Linked DNA regions of Mus musculus: all the other regions are linked to region 1. A link is a contact called in public HiChIP or PLAC-seq and promoter capture Hi-C data. All regions are on one chromosome and are shown on one strand. The core of a region is the stretch at or near the end of the contact, and the rest is flanking DNA. Distances in the headings are between cores, read along the strand shown.

The links. Promoter capture Hi-C pulls out the DNA fragments that hold promoters and counts their contacts. HiChIP or PLAC-seq counts read pairs in DNA pulled down with a chosen protein or histone mark.
Region 2: an H3K27ac HiChIP or PLAC-seq map of extraembryonic endoderm stem cells shows a contact between it and region 1, with 4 times the contacts expected there. The contact joins the promoter of D2hgdh here to the promoter of Capn10 in region 1. A contact is called at or near these places in 1 of 39 promoter capture datasets (neutrophils), 1 of 484 Hi-C or Micro-C datasets (B cells), 3 of 115 datasets of contacts at active chromatin or transcription factors (extraembryonic endoderm stem cells, memory CD8 T cells and pancreatic cancer cells) and 1 of 9 other capture datasets (adipose tissue).
Region 3: a promoter capture Hi-C map of hippocampal neurons shows a contact between it and region 1, with 5 times the contacts expected there. The contact joins the promoter of Bok here to the promoter of Capn10 in region 1. A contact is called at or near these places in 9 of 39 promoter capture datasets (the 3T3-L1 cell line, cranial neural crest, embryonic stem cells and 4 more), 1 of 484 Hi-C or Micro-C datasets (embryonic stem cells) and 4 of 115 datasets of contacts at active chromatin or transcription factors (embryonic stem cells, large pre-B cells, pancreatic cancer cells and 1 more).
Region 4: a contact with region 1 is called in a promoter capture Hi-C map of pre-B cells. The contact joins the promoter of Stk25 here to the promoter of Capn10 in region 1. A contact is called at or near these places in 6 of 39 promoter capture datasets (the C10 cell line, the HPC-7 cell line, cranial neural crest and 2 more), 7 of 484 Hi-C or Micro-C datasets (CD4 T cells, CD8 T cells, Th1 cells and 3 more), 3 of 115 datasets of contacts at active chromatin or transcription factors (embryonic stem cells, extraembryonic endoderm stem cells and pancreatic cancer cells) and 2 of 9 other capture datasets (adipose tissue and liver).
Region 5: a contact with region 1 is called in a promoter capture Hi-C map of second pharyngeal arch cranial neural crest. The contact joins the promoter of Farp2 here to the promoter of Capn10 in region 1. A contact is called at or near these places in 16 of 39 promoter capture datasets (the 3T3-L1 cell line, 3T3-L1-derived adipocytes, the C10 cell line and 10 more), 1 of 484 Hi-C or Micro-C datasets (cranial neural crest), 5 of 115 datasets of contacts at active chromatin or transcription factors (astrocytes, cardiomyocytes, craniofacial prominence and 1 more) and 2 of 9 other capture datasets (embryonic stem cells and liver).

The regions. Positions count from the first base shown.
Region 1 is chr1:92,933,017-92,935,930 of GRCm38.p6, forward strand. It overlaps Capn10 (calpain 10), which reads left to right and starts at 1,392. Exons shown (of 12, transcript NM_011796.2): 1 at 1,392-1,998. The coding sequence starts at 1,858. 9430060I03Rik (RIKEN cDNA 9430060I03 gene) reads right to left here. Exons shown (of 2, transcript NR_015525.1): 2 at 510-2,087.
Region 2 is chr1:93,823,780-93,826,693 of GRCm38.p6, forward strand. It overlaps D2hgdh (D-2-hydroxyglutarate dehydrogenase), which reads left to right and starts at 1,461. Exons shown (of 10, transcript NM_178882.4): 1 at 1,461-1,540; 2 at 2,506-2,861. The coding sequence starts at 2,528.
Region 3 is chr1:93,684,166-93,687,079 of GRCm38.p6, forward strand. It overlaps Bok (BCL2-related ovarian killer), which reads left to right and starts at 1,410. Exons shown (of 5, transcript NM_016778.3): 1 at 1,410-1,689; 2 at 2,253-2,504. The coding sequence starts at 2,282.
Region 4 is chr1:93,634,234-93,637,147 of GRCm38.p6, forward strand. It overlaps Stk25 (serine/threonine kinase 25 (yeast)), which reads right to left and starts at 1,494. Exons shown (of 12, transcript NM_021537.3): 1 at 1,314-1,494; 2 at 1,065-1,150. The coding sequence starts at 1,094.
Region 5 is chr1:93,510,610-93,513,523 of GRCm38.p6, forward strand. Farp2 (FERM, RhoGEF and pleckstrin domain protein 2) reads left to right here and starts at 1,495. Exons shown (of 27, transcript NM_145519.2): 1 at 1,495-1,575.

The DNA.
Region 1 (2,914 bases), core at 142-2,641:
ATTGGTGATCAATGGGGGAGGGCCAGCCCATTGTAAGTGGCACCATCTCTGGTCCTGGTTCTATAAGAAAGCAGGAAAGGAGCCAGGAAATAGCGCCCCTCCTTATGGAAAGCGCCATAGGTGAGCAGAATAAACCCTTTCCTCCCCAAGTTGCTTTGGTCATGATGTTTCGTCACAGCAACGGTAACACTAAGCAGCTTTTCCTTCCAGATTCTGGAGGTCAGGCTCTGCCCGTGGCCCAGCCCTGGATATGGATGCGGCCTTCAGGAGCCGTTCTCCTGAGCTAACCACTCATATGAGACTTCTGGGGGTGAACCAGTTTGCATAACTCTTGAGTCGCGGATAACTTGTCACAATTACTCAAGACTTCCTGGAAAACCGAGTCCAGGCTCTTAATGATTCAACTATAGTGCAGCTTTCAGCCCACCAGTCAGTCCCCTGAGTCGAAATTAAGTACTAAATGAAAAAGCATCCCAAAGAGATGTTGGGCTATGTGGCTACTCCTTTTTTTTTTTTTTTTTTTTTTTTAAATAACCTCAATAAAGAGTTAAGTGTCTTGCACCTCAAATCATGGCGCTGAAGCCTAGTGGAGCCAAGGTAACTGTGTCATGCCACAGCAGTAATTGCTGCTGATGCAGGAGCAGCCCAGCCTCTCACTGGGAGAAGGAGCAACTGTCTAGACTCTGAAGCAGCAGGTTATGGGTAAAAGCTTGGCCTGGTTGTTCCTCTTTAGGCAACGGGTACTTGATCTACTTAACTGCACAAACCGCATTTCCTCTGACTACCTTTTATCCAAGACTGAGAAAAAGGGGCCCAGAGGAGGGAAAAAATATCAGAGCAGCCCTAATAGGTGGCAAACTGCAGTCTACAAGGTGTGAAGCCTCGTCGTCTCCCTTCCTGTCTATGAAGCTTCTAGTCTTGATGAAATACATTTGGAGAAGACACAGAGAACAGTCCTTGGCTGATTTGTGTCCTTCCTGGGACCTGGAAGAGTAGGCACCAGAAGGAGAGTGTCCTGTCCCTGACCTCCTCATGGCATCGAATAATCGTGGAGCCGCAAGTCCACGTCCTGGTCACCATCCAGTCTACAAAACCATAGCCAGGCCATTTAAGGCTTCAAGGAATGCTCCAGCCGCATTCCCTGGCCGCTTAGGATCCAGAGCGTCTGAAGCCCAATCGTTTTGAGACAAATGCCCGACCCCGGCAAGTTTCAACCCCAGTGACACCTCTGCCTCCCCAGAACAACGCAACCACCACCGCGACGGAAGGATAACAACGCGATTCGCTGAGCCACTTCCTCACTGGCTCTTTCAGAAGACAGGGAGGAACCACCGCTTTGCCAAGTTCCTGCCTCACACCGGAAGGAGCGAAGCACGCTGGGAAGTAGACAACGCCTGTGATCAGCGACGTATGCTGGGAACGGCGCTGCATGCTGGGATAGCATTGACAAAGCGATCTAAACCAAAGTGACTTTTCAGCTTCCTGTGGTCACTGAGACTTCGATTTCAAGTGGCTACAGCTGCGTTGTCCCGAGCACTAAAGCATACGGACATCAGGCTAGCACTGCCCAGTTAGAAACGCGGGGACCACGCCCTCGTGCGAGAGCAGAACCTACCAGTCCTGCACGGTTCTGCGCTGCAGCTCGTGCGTGATTAGGCAGCTCTGTCATATGACGCAAGCACGGCTCCTGGTTGGCTCCAGCCGGGTTACCTAGACAACGGAGCTTGCGGCGCTAGGCTGCTCTGCACCAGTAGGTCTCCCGGGCTAAGCAAACACGGTTTGCAGTGAAGGCCGCGCACTCGCTCCCGGGCGGCGACCGAGTCCACGGGCCGCAGATGGGAGCCCAGGGCGCCGAAGATGCGGGCGGTCCGGGCCGAGACGCCGGCGCGGGAGCTCTTCCGGGACGCGGCATTCCCCGCCTCGGACTCCTCGCTCTTTTACAACTTGTCCACGCCTCTGGCCCAGTTTCGGGAGGACATCACTTGGAGACGACCCCAGGTGCAGCAGGGTCTCTTGCCTGGGCGGGTGTTGTGGATATGTTTCTCACGGAGATGGACCCCGGGGTTAGCAGGACCTCGCCTTCAAGCCTATTCAGAAAAGGTGATAGCCAGCCCTGAGAATTCAAATGAGGAGGACAGAAGCAATCGAAAGGCTTGTCTTTTAGATGTTATCTTGGGGTTTCTACTAAAATACACTCCTACCCAAAGTCAGGTAGTAGGGAGCTGTTTTGATATTAAGGGATTAGAAGCAGTATTTCCAGCACCATCCCACCACCTAAGTTTTGTCGGGTGTAATTCAGCGCAATCTTTCTTGGCTTTGCACTTTGCTCTACATTTCTTCTAGTAGCTTTAGGGTATGAACACCAAAAGGTAGCACAGAACACGGGGAGCGTTGTGCTTAACAACTGGGAAAACCTAAGGAGCTGCTTTTCAGGGCTCCCTTAAATGGCACAGGCAGGTGGAACTATGTATTGTTATTTTAGCGTCCATGCATGCAACTCACAACAGTGTTACCCCTCATAGCCAGAAAGGGCTGTGGTAGGAGGGCTTTGGTTTTTTTGGTTTTTTTGGTTGGTTTTTTTTTTTTTTTTTTTTTTTTTTTTTTGCCTTGTTGCAGCTTAAATGGATGGATTGTTCAAGCCTAGTGTTTTTGTTGGTGTTTTTTAGACGTGGCTTATCAGCAGAAAGACTACTGGGGGACAGCCTGTCCCACATGCATGTAGTGCTAACAGTGACAGCTGGCAGGGTTCCAGGCCTTGTGCTGCCTGCTTGGCACAGTGGTGTTGATAAGCATCCTGGCTTTCTTGAGCAACACTGAGAGGCAAGGGAAAGAAAGAGCCCTGTTGGCCATGCCCTTGGAGTTTAGGTTTTGTTTTTACTTTAAACAGGGGGTTTCAGAAGATGTGCCTAGTCCT
Region 2 (2,914 bases), core at 211-2,710, 890 kb after region 1:
CTAGCTTGTGTCAAGTTAACAGAACTGTCCAGTACATTGACAGTCTTGATAACTTCTAAATACCCTCAGTGGCCTATGGAGTATGGGCCAACTTGGTAGAAACAGCCCAGTAGAAGCCTCTGGAATGTCCTTTCAACTAGTATGTGTTAACCATGTCCCAATGCCCCTGTCTGATAAACCTGGGAGGGTGAGCAGACCTGAGGGAATTGCTCTTCTGGAGGTACAGCTGTACCTTGATCCCTCCCAGCACACACTGTGTAGCTGTTGATCCCTAAATGCTGCATTCTCTTTTCTTTTTGGTTTATCTGTGTAGTTCTGGCTGTCCTGGAACTTGCTCTGTAGACCAGGCTGGCCTTGAACTCAGAGAGATCTGCCAGCCTCTGCCTCCCAAGTGCTGCGATTAAAGGCATGCACCACCACCACCCAGCATATTCTTATATCCAGTTTGCAAGGACTACCACAGTGCCTTGGCTTTTAGTTGGCACCACTATACCTCTCTGTTCTTGCCTCAGCTTCAGGAGCCTCCTGCTCTTCCCTGGTACAGAGATCTAAAGTAATTATCTTAACATCTTAAAGAAGGTACTTCCAGGCTTGTTCCTCGATGGGAAACGGAAGTGGTTAAGTTGGGAGAAGTGACAGTTTCTGGAGCTGCCCCAGGAAACTGGGAGATGAACCCTGTTTCAGATACCAGGTCTGTCCAGCCAGCAAAATGGAAACTACTGGGGTTATTTATAGCTGAATATAGCTGGGGGATGCTGAAGTAACAGAATAATTGCAAGAAATAGCAATTACCTGTTACCTAGGGCTGGGAGTTGAAGGGAGACAGTATAATTCAGACTCAGCCCAGGAAAACTACTGCTGGGCTGCAGCTCTGTGCCTTGGATTTGCTAAAAGTTACTGCGTACCTGCTTGAGGACTGGGTGGCTGGGCCTGGCCCCAGGAGGTCAGGGATGCTCTGTAGAGCTGGGCTGGCCTTTGTGATCCCTATGGTTAAGCCTCGGGCTTTTGTTGTTTCTTTGAGGGTTGGGCAGAGTCGTGTCTGCTGATGGACCAGTGACTCTAGGTGAGACGGGAAGCCCGGGGAAGAGAGGAAGAGGGCAGAGATTCGTAGGATCGATAGAAGGAGATCGAGGGAGACAGAAATGCCTGGGGAAGAGAGGAGCTTCTAAGGGTGACAGTGGCCCCTGCGGAAAAAGCCACAGTGAACTGAAGATGTGACCGCTTATCTTTTGGGGCTAGTCGGGTGGACCACAATGAGGCCAGTTGGGAAAAGTGCGTGGAGTCGGATTTTGGTCAAAGCAGGATACTCGCCACTTTGGGACCTGGGGGGCACTCAGGTTGGGTCAGCAGGAACATAAACAAGGCCGAAGGTCTGGGAAGGGCGGGGCACACTCAGCAGGGTGGAGTGAGGTAGGAAGGGCGGGCTGACACACATGCGCAGTCTCTCGCTCCACCCCTCTAGTTCAGGCCTACGGTTCTGCAGGGGTGGGAAGCAGGGTGCGGGTGCGGACTCGGTCTTTGCACTCGGACGGAAGCTAGGGTGCGTAGTGGGCTAGCTGTAGTTCCTGGGTGGAGGGTGCTGGTGTCTGAGTCTGTGCAGTCCGGGCTGTGGCCTGTCAAGTGATTGCACAGGTCAGGTGTGAGTTGGGATTGCCGGCAGGGCGAACCTAGTCGCATCGCTTCTCACTTACACCCACGGGCCGTGTGGGCTGGGAGTGCAAATAGTTGGTCCTCCTTGACGTCACAACACATGGCGCATGCGCATGCTCTGCGCATGTCGTGTTGTGTTTTTTCGTCTCAGGTAAGGCGGAAGCAGCAGCCAAATAGAGCGAGCCTTCAGTTGGAAGGCGGCCTCTTCTGGATAGCTACCAGTGTGCGGGCCGGTTTCCTTCCCTTCCCTCTTTTAAGCCATTTTTTGTTGATGTACCCAGGTTTTGTAAAACTGGTGGCAGAGTATTACGTAAAATGTAAAATTCTCCTTTCAATTGTGTTTGGGTGCACAATTCCGGGATACCTTCCTTTTTCTTGCAAAAGTTAAAATACAATGAATGCCCTGGAGAGCCAGCACCGCCCATAGGTATTCACTCAGTGGAGTCTCGGGACTGTAATACTGCAGGGCGAAACATTAAGAACCGAACCCTCCTAAGACTCCAGTCCTCTGCATCCTGCAGCCCCAAGCCGCCCTGTTCTCTAGGCCAGCGAGTCTCAACGTTCCTTGACCACTGGGACCCTCGTGTTTCCGTGAACCCCAACCATAAAACGTTTTCAATGTTACTTCATAACTAATTTTGTTACTGTTATGAAGCACAATGTAAAAAATCTGATGTGCATTATGTCTGATATGTGACTCTCCCAAGGGGTCGCGACCCACAGGTTGAGAACAGCCGCTGTAGGCGGCTTTGTGTAGGTGACTTCAGATGGGGTGCAGAGGTTATTGTGGGGCTTTCTCATTGCTTCATTGCTTACGAATCGCAAATTCAATCTCTCTCCCCCCCCCCCTCCCAGCCCCCTCTCAAGAGCAGGAACAATGGTGCTCCCTCTGGTGTCCAGATGGTCTGCAAGGGTCCTCTGGGCATCTCCAGGATGGAGGAGGACCTACACCCAGAGAGCTTGTGTGGGGTTGAAGCGGCTGGGTTGCCCTCGGGGTGTGTACAGCCCCTTGGCTCACAGAGCATACTCCGTGGTAGCTGGCGGCCCAGAGGTGACGCTGACCCCTGAGCGATATCCGGTGCAACGGCTGCCGTTTTCTACTGTGTCCGAGGAGGACCTGGCTGCATTTGAATGCATCATACCTGGCAGAGTTATCACAGATCCAGAGCAACTGCAGACATGCAACGTTGACTGGCTGAAGACCGTCCGGGGTGAGCCAGGACGTGGGCGAGGGGAACAGATTCCTCGTCCGCTTGCCTCATAT
Region 3 (2,914 bases), core at 160-2,659, 750 kb after region 1:
TTTTGTGACTGTTCACTTGAAAATATTTCCATGGTAGGACTGGAGAGGTGGCTCAGCGGTTACAAGCACTGACTGCTCTTCCGGAAGTACTGAGTTCAATTCCCAACAACCACATGGTGGCTCACAACCACTTATAACTGTAGTCCTGTGAGATCCAATGCTTTCTTCTTGTGTGCAGACATACATCCAGATAAAACACCCATCTACATAAAACACATAAATAAACCTTTTAACATTTTCATTGTGATTTATTATTTATTGCCTCATTATAAGTACGCTGTTTCATTTCCAAGCATTTGGAGACTTCCACTGGTTTTTCTGCAATTTAGCTTTAATTCAGAGAGTAATTACTGTATGATTTTGGTTCTTTGAAATTTGTTGACACTTGTTTATGGTTTCAGGTGTAGTCTATTTTGGTGTGCGTGTGTAGAATATGCATTTTATAGCTCTAAGTGAAGTGTTTTACTTACACAAACTAGGTCGAGTTAGCAAATCCCATTGTTGAGATTTTGCAGTTGGGTCCAAAGATGAAGGAGAAGACCAGAGTCTAGTAGATGATGTTGACTTTCTTGGAAATCGGTATGGAAAAAGGGAGCTCGGATTCACTGCCACACTGTTCACAACGATGTCTGTGATCCAGCATAGGTCTAAGTATGAATCCTAAAGTAACTAAGCTTCTGAAGACCGCTGTAGTCTAGTACTCCGGAGCCAGGGGCTGGGTGATTCCTGCAGGTTGGACCAGCTGGTCAACACAGAGCTCCAGACAAGCCTCTCTCTCTTTGTGAGTCTCTCTGTCTCTGCCTCTCTCTGTGTCTCTGTCTCTCTCCCTCCCTCCCCTTTTTCTGTCAAAGGGAAATACCCTAATGAGAGATAACTAACTACAAAAGATTATATATTGGATTGGATATAAATAAGTCCAGCTCATTAAAAGCAAAGCTAGACTTGAGTGGGAATGGATGGGTATTTGTAGTATCTTCAACCATGTACATACCCAAGTCTTCACCACACTCCAAAGGCTCTATTAAGCCAAGAATGCAGAATCTATTTTTAAATATTTACTTATTGTTATTTTTGTTTTGTGTATGAATGTTTGCCTGCCTCCATGTCTGTGAATCCCCGTGCATGCCTGGTGTCCTTGGAGATCAGAAGAGGGCATCAGATCTCCTACAACTTCAAGAATCCAGGATCTTTAAGGAGCCTCTATAAGACAATAAGGAAATATAAGTCAGCTCATTTTAAAATGGAACTTGGTGCGCCCCAGTGGGTTGGTGTCAGAGCTGGATGTTCTTCGCGCTGCCTGCCGGGACAGCTCCAGTCTGGCGGCGTTCCCGGGCGCATCCCGAGAACTTGTGCTGGCCTTTCTTAAACCAGGGAGGCGTTGGGCAGAGCTGGGCTGCGGCTCCGCCCCCGGGGGTTGCCGTTTCCTTAGAAGGCGAAGCCCTAAGCCTGGCTTCTCGCCCGCGGGGAGACCGCGGTACGCCTCCCGCACCCCTCGGGACCAGGACTTCTGCGAGCGCGCGGGAAGACCGGCGGAGCCTGTGCTTCAGCTCGGGTGTGGACGGGGCGGGCGCTGGGGCGGGGCGCGCGCTCGCGGGTTTGAATGGAAGGGTCTAGACCGCCGGAGACGGCAGCGAGCGGGTCCTGAAACCAGAACTCCACCGCCGCCCCGCGCGCCATGAGGCGGGAGAGGTGAGTCGGGCGGGCGTGGCGTCGGTGCCCTGGATGTAGCACCATGGGAACAGCGACACCGGGGACAAACACGGGCTCTGCGAGGTGCGCAGGTGCGTGGTCTCCGAGCCCGGGGACTGCCGCGCAGTTTGGAGCCTTCCTTAGGACCCCACTCGTCGGCAGGGAGGAGCCCGCGGGGTCCTGCTTGTCGGCTGGTCGCAGCAGGCTACTCTGCATCCTCTTCTCCCCCAAATTGGTCCTGGAGCCTGGGCGCTGTGATTAAAGAACCTATCGCCACTTCCCTGCGGTGTTTCCAACCCCTGACCACCGCTGGGATCTGCGAGATTTAATTTAGAACCTAAAAAGAACCCGAGACTTTTAAAAGATTTGGGGTGCAAAACGAGAGGCTATCGGAAACCGGCCCTTTTTGAGGGCGGCGCACAGCCAACCTCCTGTGTTGTTTGAATCGCGCACGCGGTGGGGACCGCTGTGCCTCGGGCCGCGCTTCTGGGTCTCCTCCCGTGGCGGGAGTCCTTTCGCCACCTGGCTGGAGGCGGTCCGGTCTGAACTCAGTCTATTCGTAGGTGTGGCGCCTCTCGCCCGCGCTTCGGCCATGGAGGTGCTGCGGCGCTCTTCTGTCTTTGCAGCGGAGATCATGGACGCCTTTGATCGCTCGCCCACAGACAAGGAGCTGGTGGCCCAGGCTAAGGCACTAGGCCGGGAGTACGTGCACGCGCGGCTTTTGCGCGCCGGCCTCTCCTGGAGCGCTCCAGAGCGTGCCTCGCCTGCCCCTGGAGGACGCTTGGCAGAGGTGTGCACAGTGCTGCTGCGCTTGGGTGAGTGTGGGGCACCAGCAGGTACCATCCCAGGCCGCCCCTCTATAGCTGGTTGGATGGGCCTGCCCGCAGTGTTTCAGGGTTCCCGGTACAGCTGTTCTGCACAGACATTCCCTTCTTGTGACATGACCAGCCCTTCTGCGGTTGTGCCTCACCCTCCCGCTGGCGCTGAGAGAGGAGGCGTGCGTGGGAGCCCAAATCTGTCTGGAATGGAGAGGGTGCAAGGATAGGCCACCCAGGCTGGCGCTGCTCTTTGTCCCCAGGCTTGTCTGCTTGCAGGCTCCTTTGTCAACCTCCCCCCTCCTGGTTCCTGCTTAGTCCAGATCACAGACACTCTTGCCATAAAACACAGAAAGCTCTGGAGGAGCAGTATTTTAGCAGCTAAACTTTATTGTGACCCTTGTACTCTG
Region 4 (2,914 bases), core at 244-2,743, 700 kb after region 1:
TCACTTTCAGAAGCCAAGTATGTCTAGGCTGGACACAGGCCCCTAAAAAGACAAAAAGGGTGTTTTCTCTTTGAGAAAGGTCCCCTAGCCATCATTACTGTACTCCTTCGCAATTCATAGCTCCAATTTGTCATCCTGGGACCTTCATAAGCTAAGCTTAAGTCTCTTAAAAATAAACTAGAGGCAGATTTTTTTTCTCTCTCTCTTAGTATGTTATATAATTAGAGGCGAAATGTCAAAATGTATTAAAAATGTGTTAGCTTAATTCAGCATCAGTTAGCAAGCTCGGGATCCCATCTGTGACAGCTGGGCCAAAAGCCCTCCCCAACAGCTGTGAGTAGTCTTCCAGGCTGGTTTGGTTTCCTCCAAGGAGCCCTGCCTCCAATTCCTGCCCACAAGCAGCGGACGGACATGCTTCCTGTCTACACAACCAGTTCTCAAGGATGCAGGGAGAAGGGGGGTCAGGGTGGGGTGGGGTGAGCGGCTGCACTGTCCTCAGGAACTGATTCCTTCACTGTGCAACTGTCAAGCCTAAGCCTATCTAAACCAAGCCCTTAAAACGCAAATCCCACAGCTAAAGCCAGAGGAAAATCAGCCGCCAAGGCAGCTCATTCCACTTCACTAGCTGTCTGTCATATTGCTCTGAAATAACAACACCACAAATAAAATAAAGGCGAGAAAGGGGGTCCAGAGAGCAAACCACCGAACCCTCTGACCCTACGCAGCCCTCATCTCCTGTGCGGTCCCGTGTCGGGGTTCCATCCCGTTAGCCAAGGAAGGTGGAGTCCATCTTCTGGGAAGGTGCTCCGAGCCTGGGTCAAGCAGGTTGTGCCCAGGGCAGGTTCCTGCACCTGCCCCCAGCAGCTCCCGAGCAGAAGCGCTCGCCCCGCAGACGTTCCCTGGGGCTCACGTCTTCCGCAGGCGCTGGCTCGGCACAGGCCAGAGTTCCAACGGCCCCAAGACGCGCCCCGAGGCAGACGGCCTCCGCCCCTCTCCCGCCTCAAGTGGACAAATCCGCTCCACAGCGAACCACGGACTCGGGGCACGCCGACGCCCACACTCACCTGGTGCGCGAAGCCCCGGAGGTGAGCCATGTCCCCGCTGACGTGACCAGTCCGTCGCAGCCGCTCCGCCCGCTCGCCTCAAGCACCTGCGAGAAACCGCAGGCCGCTCGGTCAACAGTGGCCAGGGGGACCCGTTCCGTGGCGTCCCTCCACCCGCGACCTCCGGTCCCGCGCCCAGGGCCCCCGACCCGCCCTCAGGGCGTGCCCGGCCTCCCCAACATTCAGGCGAGGCCCGCTGGCAGCGCCCACCTCCGGGCGGCTCCATCTCGGACTCCGGGCCCGCTTCGCAGTCCCCACGGCGGCTCACACCGCAATTCGGTCTCCCGGAACGCCCAGGCCTCCCAGCCCGTGAGGTGGAGGCAGCGGCTCTGAGCAGGGCGTCGTGGCGAGCGCGAAGCTCTGTGGGACTAGGAGTCCCGCAGCCCGCCCCGTACCCCGGGCACGCAAAATTGAGACTACAAGTCCCAGCAGGCTGCGCGGTAGGATGAGGTGTTACGCAAGTGCTCCGGGGCCCTGATGGCGACAGACTACAAGTCCCAGGAGAACTTGCGGTGGGCGGTCAGTGGAGAGGCACAAATGCGCCACAGATTGGATCCGAACCTTGAGATATGCCCGAGCTGGGCTGCCCCTCCTGTCAGGCCGCGCGGTGACGGGTGCAGCGCGTGCGCAGTTGCCTTGACGTTTTCTAGGCTTTTTTTTCTCTTTTTTTTTCAGCCCTCCTCTCATTTTCCCAGTTCTGTTTGCCAAGCTTCTGAGACCCATACTGTGTGCCTGGAGTGCGAACCCACATTACCCTCATATCCTGGTGCTCCAGCTTTAACCGCAGTGTGACCTTCTTGTCTGCGCTTAGCAACACACACACACAAGGAGTACGCCCACGCGCGCCCTTAGAAAAGTCGCCCATTGTTGGACAAGTGCTTCTCTCCTGCCTCAGTTTCCCTATCTGAAAAGGTTTAATCGTAGGTCCCCAGGACATGACCTGGCGCTGGGAAGAGTTGTGTGGTCCAGCGGGGATTTCCAAAGGTTGGAAGATGCCTTTCATCCTGTGAATTCAGTATGAGTGACTAGTCAGCAATGTCCACTTCTATGCAGTCTCCTAGTGTTCCACGGGAGGGAGATTTGGCTCCATACTGTGTCCATTCCTATGACGGCTCAGTGCAAACCACCATAATGTCCCTACTCCCCAACTCATAAAGGCTTGTTGTTTCTGTTCTCTGGTGGATTTTCTTCCTGGGCACCATCCTGGAACCTTAAACCTTGCATGCAAGACCTTGCATCAGATTCTTTAACCGCCAAATTTTACTACATGTTGATTAGGTTTTCTTTGCTGTGTTTTTCCCCAGAAGAAAATAGACTTCCAGCAAACAGCCCTGCCCTGGATCCTGAAGCACCTTGGTTTCCTCCCCTCCCCCGCCCCAAGGCATCAACAATAGGGGCAAATATTTTTATTGCCCCTGAAAAAGATCATCTGTAGGATGGCCTTCAGCCTACCTATCCCTCCTATAGAAAAGTCTGAAATTAGGCAAGGCCAACTCTATTAAGACTTATTTATGTACATATATGTGTATGTTAAATGTGAACAGGAACCTACTGAGATCTGAAAAGGCCTGGATCTGGAGTTGCAGAGGGTCATATGCTGAATGGCATGGGTGCTAGAACTAAATTCTGGTCCTCTGGAAGAGCAACAAGAATTCTTAATGATTGAGGAATCTCTGTAGGCCTTTATTTTTGATTTTTAAGACAGGACCTCATTCTGTAGCCTAGGCTGGCTTAAAACTCTCTATGTGGCCCTTTTTGGCCTCAAATTCACAGCAGTTCTGCCTCTGCCTCTGCCTCTGCCTCTGCCTCTG
Region 5 (2,914 bases), core at 245-2,744, 580 kb after region 1:
AGCCACATAACCCCAAACTTTATCCTAATCTGGGTGGATGATCAATCTCTTCGGCCTGGCCTCACTCCGGTTTGTCAGCATGACCCCTGGATTGACCACCCAGTACTATCGGAGTCTTTCTCATCCTCTTGCTCTCTAAGCAGCGTACTGACACTAGGAAATGAGGCTCCTGCTCTCTAAATCACTAGGTTGCTCATGTCAAACCTCATTCTTGCCTTGTCCAGTCCAGCTCCTTTTCTTTTTTTTTTTTTTTTTGGTTTTTCAAGACAGGGTTTCTCTGTATAGCCCTGGCTGTCCTGGAACTCACTTTGTAGACCAGGCTGGCCTCCAACTCAGAAATCCGCCTGCCTCTGCCTCCCAAGTGCTGGGATTAAAGGCGTGCGACACCACCCGGCCCAGTTCCTTTTCTTAATGATGGACATCACAGTCAGTGGCTATGGCAGTGGCTGGTTACAAATAAGGGATAGCCAAGGTGGTGGAGGAAGTTGGGAAGCCTACTAAAATTGCAGACCCAGTCAGCCTGAGCTTCTAGGTTGCCTTGGAGAAGCAGAGAGCCCCCCCACCCACCCACCCTCCAGTGGGCTGAGGCCCTCCCTGCTTATCTTAAGGACTTATTGCCAAAGGCTAGAGTTCTATATGAATCGCTTGGGGGCCTGTGTGGATTTATTTAGCCTAGACTGGTTCAAAGGGCTGGCTCCCTGCAGGCCCATTCGCTTAACCAATGGAAGAAGAAAGTGAGTTTGCTGCAAGTCTGAAGTGGAAGGACCAGAATCCAGTCTCACCATTTTTCATTTCCAGAAAGCCTCAAATCCAGAAAGGAACCGCGAGGGCTTCGAGGACTCTTAGCGTAGCCTGCACCTCAAAAGCGTCCCTTTAGGAACAGCTGGTGCCTAAAGACCACGGTTCCACTATTCCCTGGTTGGGCACCACGGATGGAAGGTAGGAAAGAGCCTAGTAGTCAGGGAGGCCTGAATGCCAGAATAGTCCCGCGAGCTTGAAGTCCAAGGCCCCACCCAGAATCGGGGCTGCCCTGCTTGCCAAAGCCAGGCTGTAGGCTGAGACCCGCCCCTGTGCCAAAAGTCCCGCCCAGGGCCACCCGCATTCCAGAGTCCAGGTCTGGGGTAGTCCTCCCGTTGTTCCAAAGCTGCGTCCAAGATAGAATCCTCCCGTCGCCTTGTCAAAGCGAAGACTAAGACGGAGAACTCGCGGGTTTCCTAAGTCCCACCCAGCACAGAGTCCTCAGGTCCTAAAGCCCCTCCCAGGGCCGAGGACACGCACAGCCCGCCGAAGCCCTGTTGCACCCGCGGAGAAGCTGCACAGCTTTGCTTCTGACTTTATGGGGCTCCCTCGCCCCGCCCTGTCCCATGTGATCACCAATCAGAGCTAGGTGCTGCGCTCGCAGGCGCCGGTCGGGAGGACCCGCCCGCAGGCCAATCGGTGGTGCGTCCGCGGGGGGGCGGGGCTGCGGCGGACGCGCGGCGGGGGCGGGGAAGCAGCTAGCTGTCGGGATCGGGCGGCGCGGGCGCAGGACGTGGAGGAGGCCTGGCTGGCGGCGGCGCAGGCCGGTGTGGCACGGTGAGGACGCGGCGGCCGTGGGCGGGGGAGGGGAGCGAGCCGCGCAGGGGCGCTGGGTTGGGCATGGGCTTCCTTCGTTGGCCGGACCTCAGCGGAACCCGAGCCGGACCAGGCCTGAGGCTGGCCGTCCACCAGAGAAAGTCCACGCCCGGCTCTGAGGCCTTCGTGAGGCGCGCCAGAGTCCGCGTTTGACAACACACGTCTGTGGACGGCCTGTCGGTGGAGGGCGAAGGGAGGGAGAGTCTCGGGTCCAGTCTGGATGTCCGCTGAGGACTGGCTGGAGAGTTGCTTTTGTAGATGGGCAGTCTGGGGAGGGCTGAGAGCTGCAGAGTTCCAAGGAGCCAGGCTGTCAGCAGAGTACTGAGGACAGGAACAGCACACGTGGAGACCAGCTGTCGAGGAAGGGGGGTGATCAGAGTCTCAGCATCTCTCGTGGACACTGAGTGTCCCGTGATGGGTTAAGGGCCACAAGAATGTCCTGCTGAAGACCGCCCCCACCCCCAGGCCAGTGCTCTACAAAGCACCTTGGGAAGCAGCACCCGGAGCCACAAATGAAAGCCCAGAAGGGCATTCTTTTTTCTTCTCGGCCTTTCCTTCAGAACTGAGACTCGGATATTCTTACTCTGCTAAGATCTAGAAACAGTACTGGCCCACTGCCTTTTACTCATCCGAGATTATAAGCACCTTTGCCATTTACACACGTGGCAGTGATTTCTTAAACTCTTTCATGTCCCAGTAATGGTGATGAAAAATTGAAATGAAAACAAGGCATTCGTGAAGGAAATAATGTCGATACACCGTGCTGAGAAAGAATGGAGAGCCTTAAGATTCCGGACAGAATCTTTAAAGGGGTGGCCTTTCTCCCTAGCTTTGTTCTGTTTCCATGAGGTGTTTTTGACTGGGCCACTGTGAAAATATTTGGTAATTAGTGGGTAGCACCGAATTAGAGTCGGTCTTGTGGAGACGGCATTATGATCAGCAGCACAGATTCTCACAGTGTTAGCAAGATGGAAAGGTCATTTGAAATGGGGAGGTATGAAGTAACCTTTACTTGTAGGCCAAATAAAAGTTTTGTGAGTTTCGGGACGTGGGAAGGCATTTGTGAAGCGCTTTGTGGCTGTTTCGTTGTCAGTTCTAAAGTTTTCATATATCCCTGTCCCCCACCGTTTTTTGTTGAGACAGTTTCCATAGCCCGGGCTGGCCTCCAACCCGTCATCCTCCTTTGTCAGCCACCTGAGGGCTGAGTGTAGGTGGAGCACAGGGGTGCGCCATGGCTTCCTATGCATAGCCCCGTTTTAAATAAAGCACGGGAAGACCTTGCCCGGTGGGGTTGTGGATG